2 separate regions of the Zea mays genome follow, and region 2 is linked to region 1. A link is a contact called in public Hi-C data. All regions are on one chromosome and are shown on one strand. The core of a region is the stretch at or near the end of the contact, and the rest is flanking DNA. Distances in the headings are between cores, read along the strand shown. Region 1 holds the start of LOC100273565 (zinc finger (C3HC4-type RING finger) family protein / BRCT domain-containing protein). Region 2 has its middle 64 kb from the start of LOC100281480.

Evidence for each region. Hi-C and Micro-C count contacts between places; a contact is called where the count stands out from the background.
Region 2: a Hi-C map of ear shows a contact between it and region 1, with 1.6 times the contacts expected there. The contact joins the enhancer-like site here to the promoter of LOC100273565 in region 1. A contact is called at or near these places in 2 of 25 Hi-C or Micro-C datasets (ear and tassel).

The regions. Positions count from the first base shown.
Region 1 is chr1:223,095,458-223,100,035 of Zm-B73-REFERENCE-NAM-5.0, reverse strand. It overlaps LOC100273565 (zinc finger (C3HC4-type RING finger) family protein / BRCT domain-containing protein), which reads right to left and starts at 3,256. Exons shown (of 7, transcript NM_001360279.1): 1 at 3,052-3,256; 2 at 2,815-2,948; 3 at 2,172-2,313; 4 at 392-523. The coding sequence starts at 3,189.
Region 2 is chr1:223,385,008-223,389,759 of Zm-B73-REFERENCE-NAM-5.0, reverse strand. No RefSeq gene overlaps it. Among protein-coding and RNA genes, the nearest start is that of LOC100281480, 64 kb to the right of the region's middle. Within about 2 kb of position 2,914, at least 19 of the 20 cell types and tissues checked have an H3K27ac peak or open chromatin away from gene starts, as enhancers often do. A contact at or near this core is called in ear and tassel, where this site is marked.

The sequences.
Region 1 (4,578 bases), core at 2,007-4,506:
TTGACTTTGTAATCTCCAACATGTACGACACGCAAAAAATAATTAATGTCACCTAGATAAATAAAACAATAGCTTATCACCATACAGGGTGGTGCCTCGAGTCCTTAGGCAACTGTACAGAAGGTATTGAACCTTTTTCTTCATGGGACTAAGCTACCGCCAATCAGGTTGTTTGGTCATCAAATATAATTGTTAAACAAAAATAAAGCACCAAAATTATGAACCTTTTGAAGGGTGCCTGATCAGAATTCAGGATCAGTGTACTGAGGTTGGTAAAGAAATTAAGATATTCCAGGAGAGTAACAGAGGACACCTAAACTTTCTAGGCTATAGTGCAACAAAAGAAAGGATTGATAAATTTGAACTTGCACATAAATATTTAGTTATTTACCATGACACTTGACACATTGTCCTGCGAGTTTAAGACATTTCTGTCCGTTGATGTATTGACATGCTTCATACGCTTTCTTTTCTTAACATCTGATGAACGATTTTTCTTAGAATCTCCATCACCAACAGAATTCTGAAGTCAGCAGGTCAACCAAACTCCATCAGAAAACAAATAGTGCAATACACATAGTTCTTTTTTGGAAAAGTAAGTCCACGCTGAAACACACATTTGATTATCAATTGCTACATGTCACTATGAAAGGGTAAAAAAAGAATTAAAATGACAACTTTAAAATGGAGAATAAACACAGGTCCAGCGCACTTTAGGGAAACTGATTTTATGCTTAGGCCTTAGGTATGCAGGGAGGGGTATATATAGTGTAAAAGTTTGACAATTCAAACCGAAGTACATATTTTTATCAGACACGCAGGAGACTACATATCTTTATATTAAGCTTAGATGTGTGGTGTTAGTTCTATTAGCGTCTCGGCAATATGCTGCCGAGTGTTGGTGTTATTGATGAGGTCCTATAAAGTATATGTACCAATATATCAGACATAAATTGGAAAAAAAATGGTCAAACTCATGTTTTTTTCCTATTTTCACACAAATTCCATCCATAAATTTGAATTTATCAGCTGATGAATTTACCAGCCAGCAACCATGTTTTATGCATTGATGGAAGGTCATATTCTAATACACAATAACTGACGCCCTCATATTCCTGCAATCATTTCTACTGCAACAAAGTCTAGCTTTTTTTCTCGAAAACGCGCAGGAGAACTGCGCCTCATTATATTAATAAGAAAAAGAAACCAGGGTCTAAAGGAAGGCCCAATACAAAAGACCCCTAACGGGGCCAGAAACGCGCATATAGGAAGGAATCCATCTAGGAAAAAACCACACACTACCAGAAAAGCCCCTAGGGCTTAGCTAAGGGGGCTGCCAGGTAGGAAATGCCTCGCAATTTCCCATCGATGCATCTCTTCTTTTGCCCAATTAAGGATTAGCGTTATATTTGAATTCCAACCATCAAAGACACATTTATTCCGGTGATTCCAAATCGCCCAAGCACCCAAGATGATAAGGGAGTTAAGACCCTTTTTTATAAGCCCGCTCACTGCTCCTGCTGCCTTTTCCCATCAGCCTAGGAAGGAGGAAGCAGCCATCTGTGGTGCGAGAGAGTGCAACCCAAACTGTCTCAGCAAAAGATACCAGAATTCTCTTGCAAAGACACATGTCACAAGGAGGTGGTCCATAGTTTCAGCCTCTTGGTCACAAAGAAGACATTTCTCCGGGTGATCCAGGCTCCTTTTTGCAAGTCTATCCGCTGTCCAGCATCTTTTCTGAGTAACCAGCCAAATGAAAAACCGGCATTTGGGCGGGGCCCATGATTTCCATACCATCTTGTAATATGCAAAGGAGCTTGAGCCAAGGAAAAAGCCTTTGTAAGTAGATTTGGCCAAGTATTTGCCATTTGAGGCTAAACTGAAAAGGTGTTTATCATCTATGCCAGGCTACAGCTCAAAATCTGAAAGCAAATCCCAGAGATGAAGCAGTACAAGTCTAGCTGAACCATGATTGGGCAATATTATACATATGCTAGACATAGCATTGAAGAAGTACAATGGAGATATAAGAAACATGATGAATTGCACATTTGATTAGACAATACAACATCATGAGTCTGCATGCAGGGACAAAATGAAATGAAGGTAATGATTCTTACTTCTTTTAGTAGGGCAGACTCAAAATCAGAATCAGAATCATCAAACTTAACTTTATAGCTGGTTCTGGCTAGAGGAGTGTCCCAGAAATCATCAGGTAACTCTTGGAAAACTCGGTCCTCCATGATGGCACTTTTTTTGCCTTGTGTACGGGAACGAGTAGGCAACTCTGGGACTGGCCCTGCTTCTTCACCACTGTGTACCAAGCAGAAATGTAAGTTTCTGAGAATGTAGCCAACACTTTTACAGAATAAGATAGCATATGTGACTTGTAGTGTACAGGGACTGGCCCTGCTTCTTAGCAACTATTAATCAAAAGGAAAGATAAGGTCTTGTCTGAGAAATACTGTCAACATGTTGACACAAATCTAAGAACAAAATGTGAGATGGATTATAACTGTCCACAGCAATTTCGTTCTATCAAGGCAGCACTCTGTGGAAACATAATTACTATTTCCAGTTTCACATTTTGTCCATGGATTCGCCAAGGGAAACAACAGTGTACTTGTCTAATCAAGGAGGTGTTTGGTTTCTAGGGACTAATTTTTAGTCCCTCCATTTTATTTCATTTTAGTCCCTAAATTACCAAATACGGAAACTAAAATGGAATAAAATGGAGGGACTAAAAATTAGTCCCTAAAAACCAAACACCCCCAAGTCACAATTTCAGAACACTAGAAGAAAAATCGTCCCTACCTTACCATCAAGTAAGAGTCCACTGGGAGGCGCCTCCCCTCCCTAAGGCACTCCGTAAACCACCAATGGCTCACGACGAGCGTCCCCAGCCTCCTCGCGATGTCGTACTTTTTCCCCTCGAGCCTCCAGCACACCTGCCCGCCAGTAGTGCGCGCCAGATCCAATTCACATCGCATAGAATCGAATCACACAACTAAAATTCGATGCGCAGCCAGCTGGAGGTGCGTAGTGGATTACCAGGTGGGTGATGGACCGGCTCATGGATCCTACGTAGCTGGCGCCGGTCTCCGCGATGAGGTTCACGAGCCTGTGCCGCTCGTCGCCGTGGTACCCACTCACGGTCGCGACCACGGACACCATCCCGTCGATCGGCATGGGATCCGCCGTGAACCAAGGAAGAAAATCACTACCGGGGCAAGCGGGAGGGGAGAACGAAGGCGGGAGGTTCACGGGCACGCGGCGGCGGCGCTACAGGAGTGGGGAAAGAAGTTTCCCGACACTTCTGAAAACGAAACCCCCTTTATGTTTCCCTCCATTTTGTTTAAAAATTTTCAGGTGGCGCGGGTGGATATACGATGGACTGCTAAGACCGTCTCCATCAGCCCATATACATAAACAGCCCATATACATAATCAAACTATACTCTACAAATAATATAATCTACAGTATAAAACGATACAAAAGTGTTTTTTAACTATATAGAATGAACTACTGTATATTACACATATATGGTCACTAAAAACACCATTTTGTATTATTTTACATTGTAGATTGCATTGTTTATAAAGTGTAGTTTGAATATGTGTATGAGTATTGGTAAAGTGATCAGCTATTTGATCTACAATACAAGCAAGTTGGACACTCGAACCACGACCTAACCATAACGGCGCTAAAAACATCTCCAACAAGCAACAATGTCTCAAATTGATGCCTTAAATTAAAAATATAGAACTCTACGTAGAAAAAACTACTTCAACAATGCCTTATTTTTCAAATTTTGGTCAAAAAATTATAGGGCATCCTCTCATTTACATCAAATATATTACACTATAGTGGACTTCTCTGTAATCTAAATTTGAGGCTTTACTAGTACCCTAAATTCTATAAATTATACGTATTTTCAAATTATAGGGTATTTTTATAGGTCGCGTTGTTAAAGATGCTACAGTTGATTCAAGTCTTTTAATATGCTTTTAAAGCATATGTTGAGTTAAATTTTTATATTAGTACTTTAACTAATCAGTTTTTAGCATGTTTGGTTCCCATGCGCTAAACTTTAAAACTCTCAAATGAAGAGCTAAAGTTTAACACATGAGTAGTGTTTGGATGCAAATGAAAGTTTAGCATATAGATATAGAAAAGACATTCATACCTATATAAGGTTGTCTCCAGCAGCTCCCCTATTTCATACTCTATTTCAAACTTCACTCTACAAACAGTATCGTCTATAATATTGTGTCCTCTATTTTAAACGATCCACCGAAGACAGCCTAATGTTGGGTGGGAAGAGATAGTATAGGGTGAGAAGAGGAGATGTCTTTTCCTCATCTTGGACCACCTTAGCACATCTTGAAAAGCTAAACTGCTAATAATGCCAAAGTTTGGTATTTCACTTTTAACATCTTTTAGCACTTCTGTTTAGATCTCTAATTGCTAAAGGTTATAAGCCCTTATATGAGCCCTTATCCAAGTCTAATATATTAATAAAAAGTAAAACATAATTAAGTATTAAAATAAACGAAATAAAATTACATTTTTTACTAA
Region 2 (4,752 bases), core at 1,665-4,164, 290 kb before region 1:
TTTAATGCAGGTCACCAGGCGAGCGGGCAGACCGGAGCTGTCACAAGGAGGAGCAGTCCCAGCCACTACTTCCCTCATAAAGCGAGGCACAGCGCTACCACGTATTCTACGACATGCAGCGTGAGCCATCGGGGAAACCCGATGTCGACCTCTAATCTCTGAAGTACGGCGCGCCTCTGTGTTAAATGTGGATGAGACATATACCTGCCCACTCCAGTGGCAGGCTGTAACACCTCGGGTGTTACAAGAAAGTAAAATCTGGCATGTCATCTTATGCATTGCCATCATTGTGTTTGATACACCTAGAATGCATTCACTAGGATTAAAAAACTCTAAGTGTGACGTCGAGAGTAGTAAAGTGTGTAAAAACCTGGTTTGAAAATCTCATTTAGAGCTCCAAAAAGAACTTGTGATCTGGCAATATTTTGCCAAAAGGTCAAATTACCAAAGTTATAGAGTTTTCCAACCCAAACAACTTTCAGGTGTAGAGATTTCCAATTTGTATAGAAAGAAGTGGAGAAAAACACAAAATTAACTTTTTGGACCTGGGGTTGGGTGGCTAGAAACATTATCAACTAGCTGTCTTTGGATCTTCATAACTTTTGATCTATATGCAGTTTGAAAATGGTCACAGTAGCAAAGCTGTAGAGCTACACTAGATGTGTAACCTTGTTTAATCTACTTAACCCTAAATCCATATGGAATTAGGTGTAAAACTGGTCCAAAGTGGGAATGTCAGAATCTGAATTTCAGACTGCAATATCTGAAACTGGAGATTTTATATTCTGAAGCAACTTTGGGAGCCTGTTGGTGGCTGATCCATACAGCTATGGGTTATCGTTTATGTACCAATGTGGAAGACCCCATGTTGGGGTATAAGTTTGTTTAAGGTTCATACCCCTAAAACTATTTGGAAGTGGTAGAAACAGTGGTCCAAAAGTGTAGTGTTTAATTCTGGATTTTTTAGACTTAGTGAAAAACCAAAGTCTGAATTTGTGTGTTTAATGCCAACTTTGGGCTTTGGTGGTTTGGAATCCATGGGGTTCTAGCTAATGGTCATTGTACTAAACTTGTAGAGAAACATGTGGAGCACCAATTTGATTAAGCCACTTGGCCTTAGAAGCATTTGGAACTAGGAGAAAAAGGTGACCAAAGAGGGGCTGTCAGACTTCTGAATTTTCAGATTGGGAATCGTGTTTCAATATGAAATCAGTATTTTTAGTGCAGTTTTGGAGCTGTGTAGTGCCTGTTCTAGGTAGTTTTGGACTAAAGTTCATGTAGCAAGTTTTAATAATATATGTTAGTGAACAAATTCCTTTAAGTGAGTTGGGCTTGATCACACACAAAAAGTGGAGTCAAAGCTGCCCAAAAATGGACTGTCAGTTTGCACTGACTGAACTTTTCTTCAGTTAACAGATAACTGAATTTCAGTGATTGGTGCCCTTTTTAGATCACTATTGTGACCATTTTATTATGTTTTAGACTATGAAACATCTAGTAGAGTTAGAGACTAAGTATATAGGAACAAGTTTCATGGAGAAAGGGAGACTTGGTGTTACATAGAACTGGGAGTAAATTACACCCAAACATCGCCTGTCAGAGTGACCATGACTGAATTTTATTTAGTTAACTGAAACTTAAACTTCAGTGTTTGTTACCCAGTTTGGGGCACTCTAGCGACCATTCCATCAGGTTTTAGATTTATAGTTGGAGAATAACTTTGGTTAATAAGGTTGGGTCTATTGCCATGGGGAATTATGAGATAACAGGGACTGAACAAAGGGGAGGGGAATGGAGCAGTAGTGCTGTTTCAGTCAACTTCAGAGTTTGGTTTGAGAAACTGAACAAGATCCTCTCTCTGCTGTACTCCACCCATGTGCTCGAGTTGGGATACATCCCTGAAGATCTGGGGTCTCTCTATACTGCAAAAATATCAAGGCTTGGACTGGCTTGGGAGTTTTGGGCAGTGAAGTACTTATTTATTGTGCTTATTAGCTGCAGAAATGGACAAGGGTAGATATTTGTGTTGAGTTGTGAGCTGGTGTGGTGAGGATGCTTGTTTGCCATGTGTATCAGCCATGCAGCGCTGGCAACTTGAGAGTTATCTCCACCATGTGCTGAACAAATTCTTGTTCATTGCTTTAGGGCACGGTCCAGTGAGGGAATCCCTGCTCTCGAGCTCTAGCTTGTAATCATCGAGTGAGTGAAGAAGTGCTGGTGTTCAAGTTTGGGTAGTTCCCCTTCCAATCACCAAGCTGGGTCTGCCCCAAAGCCTTGCACGCCAGCTCTCGAGTTGGTGACTACACCCACCGAGACCCCTACCTCGCCGTGGCCAGAACGTTCCAGAGAATTGCACGCCCGTATAGTTCTCGTCCCGTGATCTTCAGAGGTCAGTGAAGCTCTCTAGATTCGTTGTTCGAGCTCTACTGTTGAATGTGGTAGTGAACATAGCCGCGCCTCCATGGATTTGCGCTGGGAACAGCCTCTGGGCCAACCCGGTAACTCGTGTTGTCTCCAGTTATTTTCGCGTAAGCACAGTGGTCGTGGTAGATCAGTGATACTCTCCATGCCCTTGGTCAGAGTTGTACCGCACGGTGGCCGCGAGATTGAACTCGCCGGACTAGCTCTTCCGCCGCCGTCGTCGGTCACCCGGGTCCAGAGCCTCCGCGGTTGAATTGAACACGTGGATGAGTTTGCTTTGGTTCATAGAGTGTGTTGATGCCGTGGCCGTTGACTATGTCGGGCCGCCGTGGACGATCCGGCGTGGGCTCACCGGAGCTCTCCGCGGCGGAGTCGTGGCTGAGGTTATGTGAAAGGAGGAAAGCCGAAGGGCTTATTTGTTGCTGTTAGTGACCCGGGTTAACAGTGGCCAGGTCTCTGGTGTGGTTCAGCAAAGCGGCGGGGATCTTTGCGCAAAACAGCCAGCTCGGGCGCGGGCCAATGGCCGTAGGCCGGCTTGCCTGTACATGGGCCGTGTAAGGCCCTGTTCGTTTACATCGGATTGCACCCGGAATTATTCCGGCTAATCAAAGTTTATATAAATTATAGAAGCAATCCGGCTTGGAATCGTTCCGACCCACCAATCCGACACAAACGAACAAGGCCTAAACTAGTTTGGGTCCAGTACTGTATATGATTTAGCTTTTTCTTTTATCTGGAAGATTGGAAATTAAGCCAAAAATCGAATAAAAATGATAAAATCGTAGGACCAATTTTATTAGGTTTCTAAAATCAAGGGATTTCTGGTAGAAACATTCTTGGATTTTTTTAGCAAATAGATGTTTTTAGGTGAATAAAAGGTGACTTAAAATGTTTATCTGGAATTTTAGTAATAAAATTAGAGCACTAGAAATTATTAGAAAAATTGTGTGAGCTTGAGCTATGATGAGTCATTTATGTAATCCCTGTGTACGTGAATTTTTGATCCTAACACGTACATGGTTCACATTCGGTTTACCTTCAAAAATAGGGTGTGACACAAGTGGTATCAAAGCCTTGTTGACTGTAGGACCGCTATCCTAGAGTAGCATTGGCCGTTTTAAGAACTTATTGATTATTACTCCACCTCATCCTTAATGCTGCTTCAAAATATTAGTCACCTCGACTAATTCTATGTCATGCTTCTATATATCCCCTTGCTTAATGTATTTTATTCTAGTATTGTCTATGTTTTACCTATTCATTCTATTAGATCTGATCTCACTCTTATGCTTGCAACATCTTTGTAGATGACCCCTGGCCATAGCCTTTAGTCTTTTGGGATTCTTTCCTCTTCCATTATTAAATTGCTACCATTTGACCATCTCTATTCCCTGGTTATTGACATGCTCGTACTCTTAGACTCTTCAATACTTTTGTTTCAAATACTTACATCTGAATTTTTACTACCTACTTAAACATTTCAATCTATATGTCCACAAACTTCTTGTCTTCTGAGATCCCTTCCTATTCCATTGTTAAGTCGTTATCCTTGGGCTTTTTCTATTCCCTTGTCTTGGTATGCCCGTATCCTTGGAATTTTGCATACTCATGTATTCTTATGTATGCTAACTTTTATACCCCAATGACTGTTGAAGACATTTTAGTTAACATGTCCTTGACCACCATTGTTTCTTAATGATCCATGAGCGGTCATTTTATTTTGCACATATGTGGTAATCTTGTTGTTTCCTTGGATCTTCATTCGGTAATGAATTCTTACTTCAACTCTTATGTCGGAACCTCACTTATCTTATCCTTGATTGTTTTCTCCACTTCGTCACTTTGCGAGTCTTGCCTTAACTCTGTCCATGGATTATGTTTTTCATCATTATCACCTTTACCCTTATCACCTCTATATCTTACCTTGATGTTTATCTTATACCGGCCCTTTAAAATCTCCTCTTTTCATATCAATCTGAGCATTGTACTTTACCTATTTTTCCCTTGGCCGTATTATTTTCCTTGTCGCTTGCGAGTTTTTAACTCCATCCTTTGTTGTGCTCTGGTTGGGTATTACCTTTACCTTTCTCATCTCTCGATCTTACCTTGATAATTACACTTTGTCCGTTCTCTAAAATCACCAATCTCCTATCTCAATTTGAGAGCGATGTTTTACTTACCTCACCCTTAGCTGCATCCTCTTCTTTACCGCGTGTAAGCTTGGACGCAACTCCATTCTTTGTTGTACTCATACCATTGGCTCTCCCATGCCTTCATTTCTCTCATACCCTTGTCCGTTATCGCCTTTGACCCTTGCGATATTGAGGTACG